Regions from separate parts of the Sus scrofa genome. Here all the other regions are linked to region 2. The links are chromatin contacts, called in public Hi-C maps. All regions are on one chromosome and are shown on one strand. Each heading gives the region's core, a stretch centred on a gene start, on an enhancer-like site or on the middle of the called end of the contact. The rest is flanking DNA. Distances are from core to core; before and after follow the strand shown. Region 1 holds the start of RGL1 (ral guanine nucleotide dissociation stimulator-like 1). Region 2 holds the start of EDEM3 (ER degradation-enhancing alpha-mannosidase-like protein 3). Region 3 holds the start of SMG7 (protein SMG7).

Evidence for each region. A called contact is a pair of places that touch in the nucleus more often than the background predicts.
Region 1: a contact with region 2 is called in a Hi-C map of liver, with 7 times the contacts expected there. The contact joins the promoter of RGL1 here to the promoter of EDEM3 in region 2. A contact is called at or near these places in 2 of 47 Hi-C or Micro-C datasets (liver and skeletal muscle).
Region 3: a Hi-C map of heart right ventricle shows a contact between it and region 2, with 4 times the contacts expected there. The contact joins the promoter of SMG7 here to the promoter of EDEM3 in region 2. A contact is called at or near these places in 1 of 5 promoter capture datasets (liver), 1 of 47 Hi-C or Micro-C datasets (heart right ventricle) and 1 of 2 datasets of contacts at active chromatin or transcription factors (alveolar macrophages).

The regions. Positions count from the first base shown.
Region 1 is chr9:124,846,894-124,850,995 of Sscrofa11.1, forward strand. It overlaps RGL1 (ral guanine nucleotide dissociation stimulator-like 1), which reads left to right and starts at 1,465. Exons shown (of 19, transcript XM_003357576.5): 1 at 1,465-1,879. ARPC5 (actin related protein 2/3 complex subunit 5) reads right to left here and starts at 1,013. Exons shown (of 4, transcript NM_001134357.1): 1 at 871-1,013. The coding sequence starts at 1,013.
Region 2 is chr9:125,980,471-125,984,620 of Sscrofa11.1, forward strand. It overlaps EDEM3 (ER degradation-enhancing alpha-mannosidase-like protein 3), which reads right to left and starts at 2,603. Exons shown (of 20, transcript XM_021102628.1): 1 at 2,161-2,603. The coding sequence starts at 2,321. LOC110262256 (a long non-coding RNA gene) reads left to right here and starts at 2,644. Exons shown (of 3, transcript XR_002347094.1): 1 at 2,644-3,207; 2 at 3,630-3,713.
Region 3 is chr9:124,694,241-124,698,079 of Sscrofa11.1, forward strand. It overlaps SMG7 (protein SMG7), which reads left to right and starts at 2,192. Exons shown (of 22, transcript XM_021063792.1): 1 at 2,192-3,402. The coding sequence starts at 3,374. NMNAT2 (nicotinamide/nicotinic acid mononucleotide adenylyltransferase 2) reads right to left here and starts at 3,671. Exons shown (of 14, transcript XM_021063806.1): 1 at 3,235-3,671; 2 at 246-378.

The DNA.
Region 1 (4,102 bases), core at 215-2,714, 1.1 Mb before region 2:
AAACCAAAACCCAGGAACTGACAGACACATTTTAACTAAAAGGGAAACGATTCCAGGATTACAAAATGCTTCTGTTTTGCGCAAATGATTCATTTTCTTCTATTTTATTCATTGGGGTTTATTTTAAATATTTCCAGGGATTCTCCACATGCATTCCCCGTCTTCTTTCTACTGTCCTTTGCTTAACAGGTAAAAAGCTCCCAGATTCTTTCTGGGGAGCTGCGGTGGTTTTGCACTCACTCCCTTTTCCCCAGGTAAAAAATTCTGTGCAATCTATATTTTGCCAAATCCCTGTCTCCTAAAAAAGAGCCCCCGGACTGGAAGGACGGAGGGGGCCTCAACCCTGCAAACCGCCCCATCTCTGCTGGCAGGAAAGAATCTATCCTAATGCTGCCAAAACAAAACCACTACCACGATGAAAACAAAATCACTGAAGAAAGACGCCTGTTCTCTCAATCAGACTCGGGAGCTAATGAGACCCGGGTAAATACCGTTCTGGGAGGACAACTTAAGCGCCGCGCAGCAGTCCGACTGACCAGCTGCACCGCCGCGAGGGCGCGGCCGGCCCCGCGGAATTCCCGGAGGCGAGAACTCCTGGCGCAACCTGAGGAATCCGGGGAGTGGACGGCGCGCCGGAAGGGCAGGTTCCCGAGGGCTGGACCCTGGGGTCTCGGGGCGAGTCGGTAGGAATGGGAGAGTCCCCTGCCCTCTGAGAACCCGTGACCCCCAAAGAGACCGGGTGGAGCCGTGGGCACTGGGAGCAGCTCCGCGCCCGGCTCCCGGCCGGGGCCCGCCCCCCTCACCCCCTGCCCGCAGCGGGTCCCGGAAGAAGGGCCAGGTGGGGTGGGGGGGCGGCGAACAGAAGGATATTGCCGCAGGCAGGAGTCCACCTCGCCCTCGTCGGGCCCGGCCTGCCCGTCGCCCCCGTCTTCCTCGTCCACGAACTTGTTCTCGTCGTACTCATCCACGTCTACCTTCCGGAACCGGGCCGACGACACCGTGTTCTTCGACATCCTCGATCCGGACCGGCGGCCAAGGCCTCCCCTCGGTGCTGCCTCTACCTTAGCAAGCCCAACCCGGCTGGCACCCGCAGACTGCCGCCTTCACTTCCCTCTTCCGCTCAGAGGCGTCGGCCGGCAGCCCCGGCCCGGGTGGTTCTGGGCCTGCGCGCTGGCGGCGCCTCTTCCTTCTCAGGAACGCGCTCTCCTCCAACCCTCCTCCACCACCCCCACGGCCCCCTCCCAGCCCGGGAGCGCAGGAGGGAGGGAGCGCGCTGGACGCAGTGCGCAGGTGCGGACTCGCTGCAGGAAAGGGGCGGGGCTGGGTGAAGGAGGCGGGGGCGGGAGGGGGCGGGGCAGGGGAGGGCAGAAAGCGGCGCCGCGGGCAGAGGTAAGAGGCGATTGGGCGTCCACGTGCGTCACGTGATCCCTGGGGGGTTTCCATAGAAACGCTTCTCTGCGGTCCAGCCTAGGGGGTCTTAGGTTGGCGGCGATGGGCTCGGAGGGCGGGTGGCCTTGGCTTGTGCTGCCACTGCCGCCGCCAACGACCTGCCATCGGTGTCCTGCGTAAGGTCCGGCTGGCACGGACTTGCCTGTGAGGTGGGATGGACTGGTTGCCGGACCAAGTCCCCTGCAGTTGACAGGAGTATGAGGCGGAGTGATGCACGCCCAGTCGCCCAGCATCGTTCTAGTTGTCAGAGACGTCGCTTCAGACCGTACGCCGACTGTGGCTTCGTTCCAGAGCCGGGAGCCTCTTTTTCGCGATTGGAACTACGCTGTGCGGCCAGCGGGGAGTCCCCAAGGACAGAGTCGAAAGGTCATATCTTATCTGTCAGTGCTGTGTAACAGCATCTCGACTGCACCTGCAGAATCCGAACTAGGTATCATAACCTTTGGGAAGGAGGGGGAGGTGTCTGGGCAGGGGCTGGGGTCTCGTGACAAGACTGGGATAAACCTGTGGAATTTGGGGTAGGGTCAGTCATTGACATCTTAAAATAACTGGTTGTTTGGAGCAAGAATGTTAGAAAAGAGTAGGGGCGAGTTACACTCTTTTGACGCCGAGGGAAAACAAAATGTGTAAGGATTAGTGGAAACCAAGCCTTTAAAATTTATCTTTGCCGTTTAAGATTTATATGATCCCGCTAGGCCAGCTTTTTATTATATTTGACATCCCCATTTCTGAGAGCAAAGCTCTTATTGAGCAGGTAAAAGCACTAAAACTGAGGGAATGGTTGTTGGGCTATGTGTATAGCACTGAAGTAGAAGTATTTGCAGAATAAAATTATTTTGGACATTTGTCAGGTCTAGTTTAATTCCACCTCTAGCAGAGGGCTGGCTGTTGCCCTGTTAAACCTCAATAGTTCGTTTCCTGTGCTGTAATTGAAAAGAGTACTGGGCTTAGAATCAGAGAACCCTGGCTTGAGTCCTGACTCTTCCTTGCACTCATAATCTATTGATTGATGCATACCACTTAAAATTCTGAATCTCAGGTTCCTCATTGCTAAAGTGGGGCTAGTAATGTGTACTTAATAAGATTGTTCTGATGATTAGATGCAAGAATTTTTTTGAACCTCTAAAATTCTGCATAAATATAAGATGCATGTTAGCTGTACCATGGATTTGGTCAATCGTCTTATAAATTACTTAAAAATAATTGTTTTATGTTGCCCCTGAGAGAGATGGAAAGATTCTAGAAGGCAGAGACTGTCATATTTCTTTTGTATCTTCCTTTACACCTGACATAAATCTAAGCATGCAGAAAGTACTCAATATATTCAGGTACTCAGTTATTCATTGATGAATGAAGAAAATGTGAAAGGCTGTACAGTTTGAGGGTTACACTGAGAATAATGAATCAGAAAGAAGGGAAAGAGATCTCAAAGTCAAACCTTTGTTGGATATCTATGCATACATATGTGTGTATATATCTGTATCTATATCAATATGTATATATATGTAGGCATAGATAGAGAGCTAGCTACTCAGGAATGGAGTATATCCTTTTTTCTCATGAGGAAGAAGCAATATGGCATTTTTCTTTTCCCAATTAAAATATTCTTCTATAAAATTATCATTTAAGTGAAAGAAGTGACATTTATTTAAATTAACTCTCAAGTTATGAACAAACACACTATTAAAAACTCACCTGAGGGATGTCTTAAGACAGCAAAGGAAAATTTTCTACTTATCGGTAATATTTATTTTAAAAAGTCTTACATCAAGGTATCAGATCATTACTATGGCAAATGGCATTATATAACTTAGAATAAAGATTTGTTTTAATAATTTTTTCCTCAATTTCAATCTTCTGCTAACTTGAGTAAGAGCTAAACAGTGTACTTGTTTAAATGCTAAAGATGATTATGCTTTTTGTTCTTCTAAATCAAGATTTTCTTTGTAGAGGTAATTGAACATTAGAAGCACATTTGAGAGCAAATGGAAACAAGGATTAAAGAGCTAATATATCCCTTCTCTTACATTTCTACTCTTTTGTATTAGGGCTTATTCAGGAAATCTCTTTATTCTCTCTCTCTCTCTCTTTTTTTAGAAGAAAGAAAGAACACTAGAGTAGAAATCGACTTAGGGAAAATCTAATTGTTCAAAGTATAATTGCTTTGATTGTTCAGAATTTTACTCTATATGTTGAATATGTTAAATATAATTAATTCTCAGCCACATTAGGCATATTGCATTTAAGATACAATCATGTTAAAAACATCCTTTTCCAATGCAGTATTTTTTTTTAATCTCAAAATGATAAGTATCTAGTGCATGATAGGTAGTCACACCTTTCTGTCCAATGAATTGATAATCTGACAAGTTAATTTTGGAATCATATTTAGAGATTGAGGGTTTTTTAATGGCTGCATTAATTATCTCTCTACCTTCATTAGCTAATAGTTAAATATGAAGCTTTAGGGAAATGTGTGTGTGTATGTGTGTGTATGTGTAGAAACCAGTCCTTCATAATCTTTTAATTAGAAAATATAGTCTCTGCTTTCTTGTAAATTCCAAATTTTTAATGTTGAGCATAGCACTTAATTCATTTTAAGGAATAGTATTTCTCCTCTTTTAATTTTTCAAATGAGTGTTTATCCCTGAAA
Region 2 (4,150 bases), core at 1,353-3,852:
AGGATTACAGAGATAGCACATATAAAGTGCCTGGCACAGGGTAGGGTATTCAGTCAAGCAGTTATCAATGATACACTAAATCCATAAACAGAAAATTTAAGATACTTACTATGGTTTACAGGTAATTCTGTTTTATAGTTGATACTTTATTTTTTCCAACAAGCATCTTTTTTTTTTTTGGCTGCTGGAAGCATATGGAGTTCCCAGGCCAGGATCAGATTCGAGCCACTGTTGTAACCTCAGCCGCAGCTGGAGCAGAGCAGGATCCTTAACCCACTGGGCAGGAAGGGGGATTAAATCCTTGTCCCAGTGCTCCCAAGATGCTGCCAATCCCACTGCACCACAGCAGGAACTCCCAACAAGCATCTTTTATTGCTATTTTATTTAAAAACTAAATCAAGACTCTTGCAACAATTTAAACAATGTGGAAGCCTGCATATAAAACAAAACCTGATGGTTCCACCTCCCCTCCATCCTAACGCGAGGAGGCAGTCATCTTTCAATGTTTTCCTGAGCTTAAACAATTTCTTTCTGGTTTTTGTTTTTTTAAAAACATGGGACAGGGAGTTCCCTGGTGGCCTAGCAGTTAAGTATTCCCTATTGTTACAGCTGTGGCTCAGGTTAGATCCCTGGCGCAGGAATTTCTGCAATGCCTCCAGCATGACCAAAAAAAAACAAAACAAACAAAAAAATAGGATGGCACTAGAGATATTATTCTACAACTTACATCGTTTCTGTCTTGGGAATATATCCCGTAGCCTTCTAAAGTCCTACCTCCTCCTTAATGTCTGAATATTATTCCATAACACGGATGTTCCAAGGAACCAGTTCCATTAGTTCAAAATGCACACTCTTGCACACCTATCTCTAACAGTGTTTTCTGTAGGACAGATTCCCTGAGATGGGATTAATGAACCAAGAGTACATACTGTTTAAATTTTAGTAGACACTGTCAATAAGTTACGGCAATTTACACTCCCATCAGGCTTCTTCCCACATCCCACCTATCCAGTACTCTATCCATGTATTGCGTTTTGTTGATTAACTTGATGGCAAAAAACAAAACAAAAAAAAAAACCCCAGCTATTTCATTTTTTTTAATCTCTCAGATTATAAGACTGAGTAACTTCATGTTTACTGACCATCTGTATCTCCTCTTGTGTGAATTAATTCTAAACACCCTTTGCCCATTTTCTACTGGTTCTTGGCTTATTCCTTATTTGTTTGTGGGACCTATTGTACATTAGGGATAGTGACTCTGGGTTCAATGCTGTACAGATAACTGAAGATTTACGGCTTTCAAGACTAATATGGAGATCCTGATGTGGCTCAGTGGAAACGAATCTGAGTAGTATCCATGAGGACACAGGTTTGATCCCTGGCCTTGCTCAGTGGGTTAAGGATCCACATTGCTGGTGAGCTGTGGTGTAGGTCCTAGATGTGGCTCGGATCTGGCGCATTGCTGTGGCTGTGGCAGAGGCCTGCAGCTACAGCTCCAATTCGACCCCTAGCCTGGGAACCTCCATATGCCGGCGGGTGCGGCCCTAAAAAAACAAACAAAAAAACCTATTAAAACTACTTTGAATAAAAAAGCATAGTTAATTAGGTCTTTTAAATATTGCCATCAAATACTATCCTATTAGGAAAGTGCAAAACAAGAAAACACCACAAGGAAATGGTAAAGTGTTTAAAGTTCAGGTTCCAATGAATACCCCCTTTTCCACAGCAGGTGTAAACATGATTTCCTTAACTACTGTGGGATCAGCAACATTTTCCCAGCTGGGAGCTCACTTATGCGAGAAATCTCACCACGTCCCTGATGAAAGACAACCCGCAGAATTCTCACGCGCAGGGACACGCTGCAGCCCCCTTCACCTGCCACTGACATGGCAGCCGCCTTGACACACCGCGGCTGGCCTCAAGGAGCTTGCACATGTCACCGACGGCCCCAGAGACACCCCGAGAGTCCCCTCGAGATCGCATCGCGGGCGGTGGCCCCGTCCTTCCTGCACCCTGTCCACCCCGCCAGGGTCCTCTCGAGGCAACAGCCGTCCCCATCGCGACAGGAGAGGCCACTGCGCGCCCAGGTCGCAATGACAGGCACCTAACCTGTGGTCAGCCTCACGAGGAAACCCACCCCAGGCTGCCAAGCGCCCTTACCCAAGCCTCTGTTTCTCCTCCCTGCTCATGGGCGCGGCCCCCGCCGTCCACACGGATGTGGCTGACACCAGACAGAGCGCGGCCGTCGCCGCCACCAGGTTCCATGGCGCTCGCTGGGGGACCCGAGACCCACAGCCCCTGCCGCCGCCGGCTCCGCTCATGGCCCCGCGGTTCCGCGCACGCGCAGCTGCTACGCCCGGCCGGTGGGACACATTGCTGGACGCCGGTGGCAAAGGGGCTGCGAGCCGTGCGGAGGGCGGGATGCGGAGGAACGCGAGCGGTCGCCGTCGCCGAACGGTTTCCCGAAGCCACCGAGCCGGTCCCCAGCGCCAGCGCTGCCACCGCCCTCCGCCCTCAGCGGCCCAGAGCGCCTCCCCCAGCTTTCCGGTGTCGTAGTCTAGGAAACCACCTCCCCCGACGCGACTTCCGGGTAGGGCCCCAGACGCTGAGCCTCAGGACCAATGGGGACCGGATCAGAGAGGGGCTGGCTCCGGGGACAGGAGAGGGTATTGGCCAGCAGAAGTGAGACGTGGACAAAAGGCGGGACTGGGGAGGGACCTCTAGCCTCGGCCGTCCTCCGACCCGTGAACTTGAGACCTGAAAACTACCGGTCCCAGCGTGCACTGCTCCCTCCTCGGAGCTCTCGCAGTTGGATCCGCCGGGCTAAAATTCCGGGGTGGGCGCGCTGCACCCTGGGACATGTGGTTCTCCGAGGGGCACGGGCGGTTCCTGCGATCTGGCTTTCCCTGGCGTCTTGCACCAGCCCTCCCTTTGTGGGTTGCATAGTTCCCAGGAACCTGTCAGCTCTTTAGCCTTTTTCCTGCAAATACATTTCCGTGAGTGCCGGCTAGATGAGGCTCACATGGCCTCAGGTCCGTGCTGCACGCCATAAGGAATAGTAGTCCCTAAATGCATACGCTTTTGGAGTTGTCCTCTGCCCTCACCGAGATTGCAAAACGTTAAAGGCAAAAATGAATCGAGCCTTTGACGGCAGTGTGCTGAGAGTTTTCCTTGTAATCGCTCATGTACTCTTGGCAACTTTAATTGGTAAGTACCCCGGTCCCATTTTGCAAACGAGGAAGCTGAGGTCGGAGAACTTAGGTTACAAGCCTCATCTGCTGGGTTAGATTCCAACCAGCTTCTGTGACTCAGAAGTCCTCGCATGTAACCACAAGGGTGAAATGAAGGAGGGCAGGGGAGGCCTCGCACTTGCTTAATAATAGTTATCTTAAAAGCTCAATGTAAGGAAAATAGTGTGAGCTGCAAAGAACGTTTAATAAAGATTGGAAATTGCAATTTATTTTGATCACCCATTCCCACCGATTCACATTGGTAAAATGAGAATTAGGTTCCTCTTGAAAATACACATCGTTTTTCACACGTGGTAATTGAGTGGGTAGGTGTGGAGTTTAGGAGCTTGGATTTGACCTCTATGACCACAGGAAATTGCTTTCTCCTCGTGCCCTCAGCAGCTGAGCTGCCTTTCTGGAAAGTTTCTTCCTTGATTTCTATCACCTTGCATCATCTGCTTTCCTCTCAGACGGACCATTCAGGTGAGATCAATGAATCCTCCGCCTTCATGCCCCCTCTTTGCCTTAAAATGCAGGTGCTTCCTGCATTTTAAAGTGTTTATGTGTGTGCGTTTTTTTCTTTGTACTCTATTCCGTGGTGATTTCTTCCACTTATATGGATTCAAGCATCATATCCCTGTGGTTGATATACATCCTGATTTCTAGACCCACTTTTCCTCCTCCCTAATAGAAATTCCCAAGAGTAAGCTCAAAAGTCATGTGTTCACTGATTCAAATTAATGTCAGTATCATCTTCAACGCATCCTGCTCCTCCACGGTCTGTGCCCAGTCACTTGCCAGTTAGATAGATTCTACTTCTGCTATCACTTTCTTTCTTTCTACTGCTTAGTTTAAGCCTCCATTACCTCTTTCCTGAACTATCACGATGGCCTCCTAAATTATTTCCCTGCCTCCCTAAC
Region 3 (3,839 bases), core at 942-3,441, 1.3 Mb before region 2:
ATTAAGCAGTATGCAAATTTGGGTCATAATTTTTCTGTGTCCTATTGATTTTTAAAAGTTATTTTCAAGATGGGCATCACTGTTTTATAATCTATAAAATGCAGATGTTACTATTCTATCTAGTTTGCAGGGACACTAAAGGTATTGAAGAATCTTATAAGATTCTTAGGAAAACTGCTATATAATACAGAGATTTATTTCTATGTTTCACCTTCATCTGCATACCTAAAGCACTCTATTCTTACCTTAATTGCCACACCCTTCATACTGGATCCTAATCAATTCTTTATTCTCTGGCATCTCTGCCAAAAGGTGCATTCCTCCAAGACAGGGACCATGTCTCCTCCATGGTGGTATGTGTAGTAACCTGGACAGTGACTGAAACACAATGAGTGCTCAGTAAATGTCTATTGAATAACACTAAACAATAAAAGGATTCATTTTTCTGATCCCAGTTTCTTTATTTCCAAAATGAAAAGACAGTAATATTTTCCTATATTGCTTGTCAGTAATCTCATGATTTGTGCTCATATACTGTTGACAGGAGATAAAAGCCTGATATAAAGGATGTTATGACTGCCAAGGGGGTGATTATTTTACATAACATAAAATTTTTATTCTGGCTAAGATCTTTTTAAAAATATAACCAGTACAGAAGTTTCTGTTGTGGCTCAGCATTAATGAACCCGACTAGTATCCATGAGGACTTGGGTTTGATCCCTGGCCTCACTCAAGTGGGTTAAGGATCCAGCGTTGCTGTGAGACGTGGTGTAGGTCACAGATGCAGCCTGGATCCCTCATTGCTGTGGTGTAGGCCGGCAGCTGCAGCTCTGATTCAACCCCTAGCCTGGGAACTTCCATGTGCCACAGGTGAGACCCTAAAAAAAAGAAAAAAAAAATCTAACCAATAAATTTCAGGAAGGAAATGCAGGGTATTTTAGGTAGTTTTAGATAGCATTAATCTCCATCCTTGGGCTCACAGGTTTAAAGGAAAAGCTGGACCCTAACCAGAGATGAGAACAACCTTTCACTAGGTGGCTCTCTTTCCTCTGAGTGGGTGGCAGGGATAAGGAGGCATTGTACAGCTGCAATCAATGCGTGTCACACTGCATCACAGAAGGTGCTTGAAGCACTCCGGGCAGAGTTCAGTTTCTATTTCATTAATTATAATGTCCTTGGGATTTATTTCAAAGTATCTGGTATTTTCATTTCCTCCAAATTTACACATAGACAGACATCGGTCGGGCCTTTTAACAGGTGCAGTTTCAGGGAAGGATCAGGAAAGCGCCTTCTCACCTAGCACAAAAGACAGCAGAAATCAGGTACCTCAACCAAACCGAAACCAAAATGGCCCTTTAAAAATTCCGATTTCAACTATTCAATGAGAGCTGTATTCCTGGAGAGGTTTATATGATTACATAGCCTAAAGTACTTTGGGATAGCTATTTAAATGACTCCACAATACAAATCGAAAAAATGTCAAATAATCCTTTCAAACCATTAGATGACCACTTCTCCAGCTACATCTTGGACACTCTATTATCATTGATCCCATTCTTTAGTCTGCCTTTTGGAGACAAAACACACATAATAATCATTCAAAACCATTTGTTCAAAGAATGAAAATCCTTTTCCTAGAAGCCTGTCATTGGAACTTTGCACCAGTATCTAAGTTTTTCTTGATACTATTTTACCCAACGCCTCCTCTCCAACCCAAAAGATACAAAATGACAAAATCCTAAAATACCCTGAGAGAACCGGAAGTTTGTAGAGGAGAAAGGAACTTGGAGGTCGGCTTTTGATCATTAAGGGGGACCCCCACTGGGGAATCATCCTCTGAGAGAGAGGGCTGTCATCAGCGTCTCACCACATCCCCAGCTCTAAAGACCACTTGTTAGCCTTCCAGGATGTGTTTCCACTTTCACTCTGGCCTCCTTGCGGCAGGAGGTGGCTCGGGAAGGCCACGAGGGGAACTCTGAGAAGATTCGGTCACCGAGGCTGTGTGTGGGGTGGGGTTTGGGGGATTTCTGTAAGGGGTCGACCCGCCGGGGAAAGTCGGACGTCTCTGTCGGCAGAAGAGGGATCTCGGCAGTCGTGTGCCGTTCTCCTCCCTCAGGGACCCCGTCCAGGCGGGATCCCGCCTCCCAGAGCCCGAGGCAGTTGTGGGGAAACCCCTCGCCCGCCTAGCTGCCAAGCGCCACCGTTCCGCCCTACCAGCTCCAGCCCGCCGCCCACCAGCCTGCAGGCTCCGCATCGTCCTCGCAGGCCCGGCCCTCCGCACACCTCGCACGGAGAGGAAAACTATGGAGGTGGTTTCCGCCCGTAGGCGGGTGGAAAAGCCCATGGTGAATGCCTCGGGGTCTCCCCCATCGCTGCGGGAAAGGGAAAGGGAGGAGGAAATGAACTTCACTCCCCAAGAGAACTACCCGTATTCCCAACCTGAGGGGAAGCCTTTGGATGGAAGGGAAGCCAAGGGGGAACCCTGGGCACTTCTCCGGGAATCCACTCGCCAAGGGAGGGTCACTCGGTGCGCACAAATTGGTTACTATGACAATACAACTGCAGCCTTCAGTTGCCTTGGCAGCTGCTTATCCAATCCGATTGGTTTCTTTTCTTCCCTGGGGCTCCACCCTATCCCCTCCAACAGTCTCCCAGCGTGAAGGGGGAGGGGCCGCAGAAAAAAAGGAGGGGGGTCCTTTAGCGTCACTCTAGGGCTCGAGGGCAGATCAGAAACGAGGGACTGGCGGCCGGAACTGTACGAGGAAGGGGAGGCGTTTCCGGTACGGAAGAGTGGAGGGGTGGAAAAAGGAAGCTAGAAATTGGGTGGAGTGGAAAGACGGGGGAAGACTTTCAGTGTAACTCCCAGTTGATTTGGGCTCAATGTTCCCGGTGAGGGTGGGGTTGCCCCCTCGCGCGGGAGGAGAGGGGTGGATTGGCCGGAAGCCGCCGAGCGTCTCCAGCGGGCTACTCAGCAGCCGCGCAGGTGCAGCCGAGCTAACAGATCCCAAGAGGGAGCGCTACCGAAAGGCGGAAATCGCCAGGAGGGACCGGCGCCGCTGAAATCTCGCGAGAGAGACCCCCACACTTCCTTCCTCTACTTCTCCCTCCTCTTTCCCCCGCCCCCATCCCTCCTCCCTCCCCCTCCCCCTCCCGGGTCGGAGTGTCCCTGCGCCCCACGGGCCGGAGCAGCAGCGAGAGCAGCTTTCCCCGCTCCCTCCCCCTCGCCTCACTCACCCCCACCCCCCCGCCGAGCGAGGAGGAGCCGGAGGAGAGGAAGATGGCGGCGGCCGCCAGCACCCGCGGTGCCGCGGGGCCGCTCCGAGGAGCCTGAGAGACCCACAGAGGCTTCGCGGGAAGACGCGGGCGGCGGAGGATGAGCCTGCAGAGCGCGCAGTATCTCCGGTGAGTGCCGAGGACGGCCCGTACGTAGAGGGGAGCGGACCGAAGGTTCGGGCATGGAGCAACAGACACAGAGGTGGTATGTCCGGGGTGGCGGGGGAGTTGCTGTGTCCTCTCGTTCTCCGACGGAGAGGCGGGGGCTGCGAGAGGCTCTGCGGGAGGGGGCGGAGCGGGCACACACATGGGTGCCTAGCCCCCACGGGCCGGCCTGAGTTCCAGCGAAGCCGGCTCCTCTCGGTGCGGGGAGGGAGGTTAGGAAAGCGTGAGAACGTGTGTGTGCGCGCGCCCCGGGTCGCGGGCTCGCAGGCGAGGGGTGGGGAGAGGCGCTCCCAGAGGCGGCCGCGACCCCGAGTGAAGGTGGGTGTGGAGGAGTCTGATGCGGGTGGCGGAGAAACCTGGTGTGGTGTGGGATTGGCTAGAGCGATGCATGGGGAGAAGAC